4 separate regions of the Mus musculus genome follow, and regions 1, 2 and 3 are each linked to region 4. Evidence: chromatin contacts called from public Hi-C and HiChIP or PLAC-seq data. All regions are on one chromosome and are shown on one strand. The core of a region is the stretch at or near the end of the contact, and the rest is flanking DNA. Distances in the headings are between cores, read along the strand shown.

Region 1 (3,058 bases), core at 450-2,949, 89 kb before region 4:
CTGCAGCCTTCCAGGGGGACTCAATTCTGTTGTAAAAAAAAACAAACAAAAGAAAAACCCCCTGCACACACCCCATTCTAGAATGGAGATGCACTCGTGTACTCAATGAAATATGTATTTGACAAGTCTTCTCTCAAAGACACTGAGAAGCTACACAAGTGTTCTCAAATCAAGAATAGCAGCTACCCTAGGCATGGGAGACATCTAACTACTCTCTGATCCAGAGTGACTTTCCTCTTGTGTTTCTCAGGGCACAATTCAGTTAAGGTTTTTTGTTTGTTTTGTTGTTTTATTTTACTGGGTACAGAAGGGAGACTAGAACAGAACCACACCAAGTAGATTGCTCCCCTTTAACGACCATCACTGTCAGTCTGATGACTTGACAGCGTGAGCACTTTGAAAATGTGTCTGTTGTCGAAGGAAGTCTGGCTGCTGGGCATCTGTGTGTCATCAAGCCTGCTTCTTGTTACCTCCTGGAAAGAGGTCCAAATACAAATCGCCACTCTGATGACCTGGCTTTCTGAGTAGCTGAAATCTCCCAGTGCTTTGATAAGAAGACAAGGGGAAGCAATCCAGTCCAAACTGCATTTATATACCTTATCTGAAGGTATTCAGTTTATTTCAAAATGTTTCTGAGCATTTGCCTAGCATGTATGGTGTTCTGGACTCAGATAAATCATTCCATAAATATGTGTGTGTGTGTGTGTGAGTGTGTGTATATGTATGTATATGTATATATGTGACTCTGTGTGTGTGTGTGTGTGTATATATATATATGTGTGTATATGTATATGTATACATATGTATACATATACATACATATATATATATATGATATAGGTTTATGTATGTGTACACACACACACACTCACACACACACACACACACACACACACACACACACACAGAGTCCTGTGTCTCCCATGTTTCCTGTGTCCTCTCATTCCAGAAGTACTCCTTTCATAAATTGTGTATAATTGCTCCTGCTATCTAAAAATGACAGTGGAAAATTACATCCCAGTGGTGGGTTTTCTCTTTGGGTAGCAACAGTTTACACAGTTCCACAGATGATTTGAGTGTGTTCAGCCTTCATTTACAAAGTAGAAAAAGTTCAACAGAGCCCATGAGGACAGCATTAAAAAGAATCCCTATAGACAAGCACTTCAGACACTCATTACCACACAAGCCATCAGTGGATTAACTCTAACAAGCCAAATGCTTGCAGAGGCCACAGGCTGCTTAGATGCAAATAATGCAAATAATAATATGCAAATAATTCAGAATCAAAACTGGCCTTGGCCTTGGCCCTGGCCACAGGCTGACTTCTATCCAGCTACTTTTATTGCTTTCACAATGGACTGCGTTAAAAGGCACAGTGGTCCCCTATCTCTTCAAAATGGAGTGTTCGGAAACTAGATACAAAGTCATTAGACATTTGAAGTTTTAGCATTTCATTTGTCTAGAACCCCTAGGAAATGATCTAGAAGAAAGTGATTTTTTTTTTCACAGTAGTAAGTTAGGAAAGGCAGAATTTGAGGGTGTGTTTTCCATTATTTTAATGAAGAAAACCAACGCATCTTTTTTCAGGAAGAAGTTGCAAAATAAGGCTCCAGAAATAAAAACTACGTGCATACATCCACAGTAATCTCTGAGCCGGATGCCAAGCCCCGCCCTGAGGCCATGTGAATTTTTCTCTTGTGCGTTTGTCAGCCTGAGTCCAAGTCATCTTATTCTTGCCCCACTTCTGTCTGGTTTTGGTTAGTTGCTTCTTGGCATTGCTTCCGCTGGAGCTGAGGGCGTCTGCTCTTTTCTTCTTCCCCGCTCTCATCCCTCTTCTTTTTCTTTTCATTCCTTTCAAAATTTCTCTTTTGGTGTTCTTCCTCTAGATTCCCATAATGACTCAGGGTGGGGGTGGGGGGGGAGAAGGAGGCAAAATGAGATTAAACAGCCTCCCACGCCCACACTGTCCCTCCCCATCAGATATTCACCCAAAATGTAAAGAGCAGGCTTCAAGGAACAGCCTCAGATGGTTCTGGAGTGCAAATGTACACTTGCCTGGTCCACTCCTCTGCAAGAAGCCATAAGCTCTCTCCCCCAGCCTTTGCTCAAAAAACGGATCCTACTCCGGCCTGACACCCCTGCACTGCCATTTTGTGTGAAGGGTTTCCATCAGGACAATCCTTCTGCTTTGCTTTTAAAAATTAGCAATTTGAAATCCAGAGAGTCGGTTATTGTATCCATTTATTTTTAGAACGTGCTTTTATTGGAATGTTCAAGTTGTGGAAAATCACGTGACCACAGATAGACCTAAAAAGAAGAGATGTTTCCCCGCCCTGAATTTAAGCAAACAAGTTTTGTACATATATGGAATATGTTCTAAAGATCACTGCACCGTTATCTTCATCTTTTTTTTTTTTTTTTTTTTTTAAACTGGGCTTTTGCTATGGATTGCATCTGGAGTAGTTTCCGCCAATGAGTGATCAGCCTTTGGAAGGGCCACTTAACAACAGAACGCACATGCTTCGGATTAGCATGTGTGTGTGGGTGTGTGGCAAAGTCATTCCCCCTAATAAATTGACAGTTAGTTAAACTTGAATCAGCCTTACAGTTTAATGGTACAGTAGAAACGGAACTGTTTCTAGCTCACACACATTCTTTTTTTTGGAAGAACTACAGGGAGCCCCCCCCCCTCTTTTCAGATAACACTTCAAGTGAGAGATTCTTTCCTCTCTCCCTATGGGCTAGGCCAGAGTTTTCTCAGAGCTACGGAAACAGCCTTTTGCTGGTGGTATGTGTAAGATTTATAAGCAAAACCAACATCTCCACTGTGTATAAAAATTTCTAAAACTGTTATGGGGCTTGTAAGATGTACTCCTGTGATTGGGTAGCTTGCCTGATAGATGTCTTATGATTCACTCCTAGTTCTCACCCTACTGACCAGCCCCCCACCCCACCCCCAAAAACCCACCTAAAAGTTCTCAGCGACTAAATGGAATTAACACACACAAGTGCAAAGACTGATGGGAGAGAAAATCCTCTCTAGCGTCTAAGATGAGAG
Region 2 (2,796 bases), core at 161-2,660, 120 kb after region 4:
CAGACGCACTGCCACGACTCAGATCCTCAGGGAGCTACGACATGGCTGCTTGAAGTGCCCCATTTCCTCAATGATAAAATGGACAGAGTAATTCTGCTTACTCTGTAGAACTGCTACAAGAATCCAGTATGATCAGAAGAGAGTCTAGCACATGCTAAATTCTCACAGACGTAACATAATTTAACGGTATTTTAGGAAACCTTCAGTCATTATGCAGTTGTTAACGTTTATGAGTTTGGACATGATATATAATTCATTTATACATTGTATAATAATCAGAGTCCAATTAGTTTGTAGAATCTATCTAGAATTTCTTCGTAGAGAGAAGATCCTAAGTGTCCTTTGCTATTTTGAAGTTCATCATACCTCACTGCTAATTTACAGCTATCAAGTCTTGTGGTAAAACACCAGAATTTAAGCTGTCTCACTAACTTTGTATTCATTGACTGAGCTGGTCCCTCTTCGCTCCCGTTCCCATCCTTCCCAGCCTCTGCCAACCAACCTTCAGTCCGTTACTTTAATAAAATCACCTTTAATTTATATTCCAAATGTGAGATCGTGTCCTGTTTGTCCTTCTGCTTCTGGTCTATCTCATTTAACAATATTGAGTAAGTTTGTCCATGTTTTACAAACAAAGGAATTCTACTCCTTTGTGGCTGGATAGCGTTCCATTGTGTATGTATACCATGTTTTAAAATTTATTCATCTATTGATAGACACTTAAGTTGCGTTCACATCTTGCCCATTGACTGTACCTTTGGTTACACAGTTCAGTAATGAAATTGCTGAATTGTAGACTTCCTTTTTAACTATTAGCTTGTGAAAATAGCAGCACAGATTGAGATTATTAATACTGGGACACATACATACATACATACATACATACACATATATGATTAGATATTTTAAGTAAGGGAAAAGATAGGATCTCATTTTTTCTATCTCTGCCTCCCTTCTTCTCTCCTTCTCTCCCCCCCTCTCTAGCTCTGTATAAAAAGTAGGAAATGCAGATTCTGGAAGCGCCACCGCCTCAATGCATGTAAATTAATTAATTGGTTCATGAATTCAGGTGGTATGGATTACAGTTCAGTGCTAACTAACAAAAATGAGGCTGAAATAAAGACCTTTCCCCTCGCCTGACTGGGACAAAGTTTATTATTTTTTATCAGTTACTAAAGTAGTGACCTACTATGGAATTGCTCAACCACTGTATACCCTTCTCAGAAACAATGTTCTCTGAAAAGAGATGTCTAAACCGCTAGAGCATGTCCCATTATGGGAAAAACAGGTGTGACTAAAGGTGAAGGCACCTGAAACTAAATCCAGACCAAGAGCTGTGTAGCTAAGGCAGCACAGCTGTGCAACTTCCAAAAGGATTTGTGGGATAACACTGCCACCCCTTGGACAGAAAAAAACCCAGGGAGTTCGTAGCTTCCTTTATTATGGTACTCGTATGCCCCCTCTGGTAGATGCAGTGTTTGAGAGCATATAAAGAATTAAAAAAGGAAAACATCTCTGCTATTTAGCGAGCCGATAAAAATGCCACCCTACTTCCCAGCTCTTTGAAAGTTTGTGTTTGAAAACCCTTTTCTTCCCGGACCTTAAAGGATCCTTGTTCTATTGCGCCCTCTGCCCACTAGAGCCTTCAAGCTCCCGTGGAAGAATGAAAGTCGCCATCATTTTACTATGTTCGATTTAATTCTCAACTGGATTGTTATCACAGCATGGCAGTAATTATTTACAATACAATTTTATAAATGTATATACATCGTTATGAGGTCCAATGTGATTCGTTGACTCATATATACATCATTTTAGTGATTAAATCAGGATAATTTGCACACGTAGCTAACATTATCATCTGTTTGTGATGAGAATGTTAAAATCCTCTATCGATCTACTTTGGAATATGCAGTACCTTGCTGTTAGCAATGATCACTATATTGTACAGCAGTGCCAGATTGAGGGCAATTAGTATTGTAATGTTGTCTTTTATGAGATCAACTTTTTCTACCCCACATGTGTGGTTCCTCTGGAAAATGGTACTTAATAGAGAAGACGCCTTAAGAACTGGAAATAGTTCAGTGTTCCACGAGATGGCACTTGGCTGCTAACTGATGAATTACACTAAAGGTAAGGGACCTGGTGCTATCCCCCATTGCTAGCAAACAAGTGACAGTTAATTTTGGCTGGGCTTCAGGCTGGAGAGACAGTCTAGAATTGCCTGCCAGCATTATTGAGACCCCAGACATGCATACTGTGAGGTTGTAAGTCAGAAAATCAAAAAAAAAAAAAAAAAAAACAGTAAAGGGTTGAAAGAAATAAGTATACAAACTGTCTTCTAAACATGCATGTCTCTACCCATAGATAGAAGAAGAGATTAAAAAATGGCCCAAGTGCTGAGCTTGTGTGCAGTCAGTCCTAGAGGAGACACATCTATATCACTGCCCCCTAACACACACACACACACACACACACACACACACACATACACACACACACATACACATAAGGCTCAGGAATGAGATACATTGATATCAACACCCCCCCATACACCCACATATCTAAGGCGCAGGGATCATTGTAGAAAACGCAGTAGCAAGAGCCAGAGGATGGAGAGTAGAGCTATGCAATGCTGTCTGCCAGACTCTGCATGGCTGCCTCACTCATAAACTCACACCAGCTAGTGCACGAGACCTGCACAAGATCAAGCCAGTCACAACTCCAGCAAAGAAGAGGGAGGGGCACACATGGGTAAGAGTGTCTAGGGAATGCATCCCTACCTTTGGAGCTTTT
Region 3 (2,848 bases), core at 298-2,797, 110 kb before region 4:
GCATCCATCTACTAACAATTTTGTTTTCTAACTAGTCCCTCCCCTCCCCGTGTGTGTGTGTGTGTGTGTGTGTGTGTGTGTGTGTGTGTTGATGCTTTCAAATGTGTGCTATGAAAGTTCCACTGAAGCCATTATTTTGACAAAGCATTGTCTCACCAGCTTTCCTCGGGTGGTATCTAAATGCTCAGGTGATGATATAAGTGACAGAATTATATTGCAACAGTTTTATACAAAGGCAGCTGCAGCCCATGTGTGTAAGGCTCCAGAGCAAATGGGTGAGAACTGGAGGGTCCTGATGTGAGGACCATGTGCACTGACTTCCCCAGGATAGCCCTGGAACACATCCTTTAAACTGTGCCTCGTCAGCTTCGGTCGATTAAAACAAGTCCATTTTTGTGAAGGGAATTAGGCCCAAATTACTAACCATCATCCTGCTTGTCCCTGTTAGCAGGTAGTGTTTACCAGAGAGTTGTAAACTGCACTTACTGAAGAGCACAATCCTGTTTTGAATTTGAATTTAAAGAGTTCTTTTAAAACTCGATTCCCTGTAACTGTTTCTGTTTGTTTGTCTGTTTTAAACGGGCTGTTTCTATGGGCTTCAGAGAAGCAGAGTTCCTGTAAGGATGGTTCTTGTGTTGAAAATAACCTTTTTTTTTTTTTTTTTTTTTCTCAAAAATTTCACCTCTGCATAATTTTGCTGAATTACAGTGCTTACAGGTGGCAAATCTGTTCTCAGGAGAGCACAGCTGATTTGCAAGTCATGATAAAGATCTCTGATTGCGATTAAGGGAGCAGACTTCATTGCTTGATGGGCATTTGACTTACAGAGTAGAAACTCAGCTCTAAAGCCCTCTTCTTTGTTTGGAGTTAGCAATGTAGTACTCTGCAGGAGCTTATCTAACTGCTCAGCCACTTCCTCTTTCATAGTATTGGCCCAGAACTGACTCAAGTTATTCTGACCCAGCCCATTCCCAGTGACCTTTAGAAATGATGTTTGAGGTTTTGTATTTCTAAGGAGCCAAGTCAGCATTTTAAAAAGCCCTGATAGATATAACTCAGTCTGCTAGCTGCGACCCGAGGCCAAGCTGGTCCAGGGTAATTATCCCTCCTCTCAGCATAGATCTACCCCAGGCCTGACTTGTGCTGTTCTCTGGAGAGATGGGGTGGAGTGTGCGGGGGCCCCAGGCTACCTTCACCGTAATGTTAGAGTACTTTTGCAAGATCCTAATCCCAAGCAGCTGTCTCCAAAATGCAATGTCATCTCTGCAGTGGATCAAGCAGCTGCATGTAACAACTCATACAGATGTGTATGGTCTGTGCCCCTCTTCACTAAGCTTATGGTCTAATTAACAGAATATGATTAACATCTTATACTCCGATGCACAGTATCTTTAAGGAAAGCAAAGTAAGTGGCTAGAATATTAAACATGGATAATTCTACTTTTAGATATTCCATCCAGTTGTTTGGGCGTTGTGACTAAGAACTACTACATTATTTTACTTGACTTTTACCACTAAAAACAAAATATCCATGTTAAACAATGAGTCAGATTGGAAGATTTTTTTTTTCAGTCTCGTTACCAAAGTAAGAGTACAAAGAAGTGGGGGTAGGTAGGTATCATGTATTGAAAGTTAGACAATCCACTAGGGTAGCCAGTACAAATCCTCATCAACTACTGGAAGAAATAAAGACACTGTTATGATAAAATGTTGAAGGTATCTTCCTGGAAGGGAAATAATAACAGGAGTGTAGGAGCTCAGTACAGTTGTCAAACCAAGGGGCAGTAATGGCGTAAGCCAGGACAAGCTAGCAAGGGGCAGTAATGGCGTAAGCCAGGACAAGCTAGCAAGGGGCAGTAATGGCGTAAGCCAGGACAAGCTAGCAAGGGGCAGTAATGGCGTAAGCCAGGACAAGCTAGCAAGGGGCAGTAATGGCGTAAGCCAGGACAAGCTAGCAAGGGGCAGTAATGGCGTAAGCCAGGACAAGCTAGCAATGGAACCATGAGAAGTGAAGGTGAGTCAACACTAGGCCTGTTGGGAGATCACGTCAGAAAGTTCTCTCCAAGCCAAATGACTCCAGGAACCTAAAATAGACACAGAATTAAGCAATAAGATGTGACAGGGGTAACATTGCTCAGAGATTGTAGGATGCCTAAGGGGTACGTCACTAGGCCAAAGGTTCATCCTATAAGGGATGAAATGATCTTTTGAGGTCTGGTGCCATTACAAGGAGAAGAAGGAAATGAGTAACCGGAGTTAGAAAAGTCATTCTGTGAGCTTCAGAGATTGGGTAATAAGGCCATGTGTACAGTCCGTGTGGCTGTTGGTTTCATCCAGCTTTCTGAGGCTACACCAGAGGCTTCGCTTAGAAACTTATTTACTTAGCCAAGCAAAGACAAAGCAATTCAGTCGCAAACTTGAAAATCTATACAGTCTGTCAGGTTTATGATTCGTTGTTAGGGCTTGGGCTTTATTGCTGGGAGGTGCTGAGGAACACACGAGTCATTTTCCATATGTTGGCTTGCTTACTTCATGTCCCTCCAATCAGATGGGGCCTTAGTGCCACCGAGATCTGCTTTAGACTAAGACTAAGCTTTCTCTGCCCTACCTCTGTGCTACCCAGAGAAGACAGGAAGGCCCCTGGATCAAGTGGCTAACCAAACTCGCCCCCCCCCCCATGTTGGGGACAGGTCTGTCCAAGGTAAGAGGTGAGATACTCAGTAACTGTAAGGTGGAGAAAGAAAGTTCCAACTGAAGGGAGCTCTGGAATGTCTTCAGATGGAAGCTGGAAGCTGACAATTCTTCTCCCACAGTCCTGAGTCCTCCCAGTTCAGAAGATGATAAAAGT
Region 4 (2,946 bases), core at 176-2,675:
CTTTTTCTAGAGGGACCCATAAAACTTGCATAGTGGCTTAGCTCAGAACTTTGAAATATACACCACAAATGGCTCCAAAGGTGCATATATCATTTGGGTTCTAGTGGGACTGGGGTGGTCTCAGTGTCAATGTATAAACACTCAAATTTTAATGGAAGGGTTTTTTTCTTTGTGTGATTTGTCTACAATGTCTCCATTAACTTCCATTTTTTTCCATGCTTGAATTGTACAATGATTTAAGATCTCATTGATGTGGTGTTTGGTCATGCCAACCAATGCAATGTGCCAGTTGGCTTCACTTGGAACTCTACATACTCTGCCTTGCTTTATTTAAATTTCAAACGTCTGAAATACCTATTTAAATGTTCCTTTGTTTTGAAGCTAAGTCCAGCTGGCAGTGACATGTGAACCATTATCTGGGAACTCCCACCAGCAACTAATATGTCAAAGTGAGTTACCAGATATAGTTAGTATCCGACCAGGTAATGATGATAGGACTCAGCAGCTTTAGTGGGCTATGCAGACAGTTCAAATAAGTAAATCTTTCACAATGCAGCAGTCTGGGCCTTTCCACCATGGACAGTTGGATGTGCCTGGAGTTCTTAAATTTATAGCACTGTTGTTATTAGTTCAGCTGTGGATTTTCTGACCTTGTGTGTGTGTGTGTGTGTGTGTGTGTGTGTGTGTGACACGCTGCTGACTCCACTTACTGTTGTTGCTCTTATGTCTACCATTTATGCTTGGATCACCCATTGGGGCACTCAGAGATTAAGATCTCATAATGCTCTTGCAAGGAAACCAAGTTATTTTCCAACCAACATTGAAGACCTCATAGCCATCTGCAATTCAAGCTTCAAGGAGGATCTTCTAACACACCCCTGAACTCTACAGGTGCCTGCACTCATGTGCACAAACCCATTCACACACATAACACATAATTTAAAAATAGTTTAAAAAAAAAGAATCATTCCTTACTTGGGTGGTAGTGGTTCATTCCTTTAATCCCAGCATTTGGGAGGCAGAAGCAGGTGTTCTGAGTTCAGTTTAAGCCCAGCCTAGTCTACAGAGGGAGTTTCAGGACAGACAGAGCCACATTGAGAGACCCTGTCTCAAAATTTAAAAAAAAATTAAAACTTTTTAAAAGTCTTCCTTAAAAGAAATTGAAAAGTCAGAAAGTTTTCATGAGATACTGAAGCAGAGAAAAAGCCCACGGATCTGGAAAGAAAAGTGTGTGACATGGGAGGCATACTGAAAACCGACGCTGAGGGAGTACCCCAGGGGACACTGAAATAGTGACATCCTCTTCTAATCAATAAAGCCTTTTTAATGGACATCCTCTACCGTGGCTTCTTGGGATAGCATGACTTCCTTCTACTGGCTTTCAGATGCTAGGGTGTGGACATGTGGTCATGATGTGAGTCACAGTGACACACAGGTCTCTCACATAGTCTCCACCCCAGAACATCTACTAACAAGGACTTCCTTAGGGTGCTTAAAACCAGGGCACATGACTCAATGGAATAAGATTGTCCAACATGGAGTTTAGGGGGAGTTTTGCTCAAATATAACTTTCTTTTTCTCTTATACCCTCAGTACATCAACTTCCTTGTTAGTTAAGACATTTGAAAATCCCTGGGGAAGGGATTCTCCATCTAGTTAAGGTTCATCATCTAGTTAAGGTTAGAAGTGGTTGGTAGGCAGTCATGTTCCTGTATGTTAGAGAGGCAATTATCTAAGCTTTCGCCAGAGCTTTCTTTGCCAGGGAAAGGTAATAGCAAACACAGTGCCTAGGGATGACTGACTTAAAACAATCGGAAGTACACATGACTTTTAGAACACAGAAAGAGCTGTACTGAGCCATCTTTCAAGATTTCCTTTGCCTTCTTCACAAGACCAAACTGGTCAATAATTCCGTAGTGCCCCTACTATCAGAGTCTAACATTTATTAAAGGCTACTAGGACTGTGGTATTACATTTACTTCATCTGCCTTCAAGAGTTCCATTTCTGATGGAAAGCCACTGAGTGAAAAGGTACATCAAAGATCTGAAGACATTTATAAGGTTCACTACAGTGAAAGACTTGCCATGTTTGGTAGCTAAGTGTGAAGTGGGTAGGTCATAAAGAGCATTTTCACTAACCAGTTTAATGTATACCTTTAGGTATTCTAAGAACAGTTCCTAAACTGTACTGGGTACTATTTCTAGATGCCACAATATCACACTTAACAAGTCAGACAAAGTCCATCCAGACTTTTTCCTTGCCTTCCAGACATAACAGTCTACTATGCCAACCATGAATATAAGATGTTACAGATTGCCATAAGGGGGTCACAAGGTTATAACATGGGTTAAAACTCTGGGAGTTGGGTAAACAATGCTTGGTGGAGGAGGTTCATGCGAAGAGAAAGCAGGAAGATAAGACTTCCAAGAGGAGAAGGCACCACTGACGTAAAGTGTATGGATAAGAGTAAGGCCAAGGATGTTTTGTTAGGCCACAACAGACACAATTGAAGTATGAAAATGAAGATGGTGGTCATCATTGGTGCTACGACTAGGGTGGAGAGAATGGAGAGAAAGTGGTGCTAAAACTGAGGAAGGATGTTGAGATTCCAACCTTAGAGAATGAAGCTCATGAAGGTTGTGTCTCTACCCTAGCACATGATACCTCAGGCCTCCTCCCTTGCCTACCGCTGGCTCTGGTGGCCATTAAGTTAAATGGATATGTTTTCTCTGCTGCTACTTTTCTGCTGACATGCTTGCCATAAAATCCTCTGAGAACAGACTGTCTGTCATACCTCTCTGCATTCAGAGAGCCTGCTTTCCCTGTTTGGCAACAGGAAATTGGTGGATATTTGGGCTGGTGGTAAAAGGATATGAAGGTTACGATCGGTTGTTGAGCAAAGTTAGTGTCAGTAATTTTAGAATTAGTCTACAATGTTTGATAGA

The links. HiChIP or PLAC-seq counts read pairs in DNA pulled down with a chosen protein or histone mark. A called contact is a pair of places that touch in the nucleus more often than the background predicts.
Region 1: a contact with region 4 is called in a CTCF HiChIP or PLAC-seq map of the NIH/3T3 cell line, with 19 read pairs. The contact joins two enhancer-like sites. A contact is called at or near these places in 7 of 39 promoter capture datasets (the 3T3-L1 cell line, the HPC-7 cell line, embryonic stem cells and 3 more), 1 of 15 datasets of contacts at CTCF or cohesin (the NIH/3T3 cell line), 4 of 484 Hi-C or Micro-C datasets (embryonic stem cells, nephron progenitors and uterus), 1 of 115 datasets of contacts at active chromatin or transcription factors (heart atrium) and 1 of 9 other capture datasets (adipose tissue).
Region 2: a Hi-C map of muscle stem cells shows a contact between it and region 4, with 4 times the contacts expected there. The contact joins two enhancer-like sites. A contact is called at or near these places in 11 of 39 promoter capture datasets (the 3T3-L1 cell line, 3T3-L1-derived adipocytes, cranial neural crest and 6 more), 1 of 15 datasets of contacts at CTCF or cohesin (liver), 24 of 484 Hi-C or Micro-C datasets (3T3-L1-derived adipocytes, the C2C12 cell line, LSK cells and 14 more), 3 of 115 datasets of contacts at active chromatin or transcription factors (craniofacial prominence, fibro-adipogenic progenitors and neural progenitor cells) and 3 of 9 other capture datasets (adipose tissue, embryonic stem cells and pancreatic islet).
Region 3: a contact with region 4 is called in a CTCF HiChIP or PLAC-seq map of the NIH/3T3 cell line, with 12 read pairs. The contact joins two enhancer-like sites. A contact is called at or near these places in 3 of 39 promoter capture datasets (the 3T3-L1 cell line, 3T3-L1-derived adipocytes and liver), 1 of 15 datasets of contacts at CTCF or cohesin (the NIH/3T3 cell line) and 3 of 484 Hi-C or Micro-C datasets (embryonic fibroblasts, macrophages and nephron progenitors).

What each region holds. Positions count from the first base shown.
Region 1 is chr1:163,361,057-163,364,114 of GRCm38.p6, reverse strand. No RefSeq gene overlaps it. Among named protein-coding and RNA genes, the nearest start is that of Gm24940, 40 kb to the left of the region's middle. Within about 2 kb of position 1,699, at least 52 of the 459 cell types and tissues checked have an H3K27ac peak or open chromatin away from gene starts, as enhancers often do. A contact at or near this core is called in the NIH/3T3 cell line, where this site is marked.
Region 2 is chr1:163,149,260-163,152,055 of GRCm38.p6, reverse strand. No RefSeq gene overlaps it. Among named protein-coding and RNA genes, the nearest start is that of Gm22434, 32 kb to the right of the region's middle. Within about 2 kb of position 1,410, at least 27 of the 459 cell types and tissues checked have an H3K27ac peak or open chromatin away from gene starts, as enhancers often do. A contact at or near this core is called in muscle stem cells, where this site is marked.
Region 3 is chr1:163,381,885-163,384,732 of GRCm38.p6, reverse strand. No RefSeq gene overlaps it. Among named protein-coding and RNA genes, the nearest start is that of Gm24940, 19 kb to the left of the region's middle. Within about 2 kb of position 1,547, at least 114 of the 459 cell types and tissues checked have an H3K27ac peak or open chromatin away from gene starts, as enhancers often do. A contact at or near this core is called in the NIH/3T3 cell line and embryonic fibroblasts, where this site is marked.
Region 4 is chr1:163,271,835-163,274,780 of GRCm38.p6, reverse strand. All of the region lies in intron 1 of Prrx1 (paired related homeobox 1), which reads left to right. Among named protein-coding and RNA genes, the nearest start is that of Gm20471, 6.7 kb to the left of the region's middle. Within about 2 kb of position 1,425, at least 23 of the 459 cell types and tissues checked have an H3K27ac peak or open chromatin away from gene starts, as enhancers often do. A contact at or near this core is called in the NIH/3T3 cell line, embryonic fibroblasts and muscle stem cells, where this site is marked.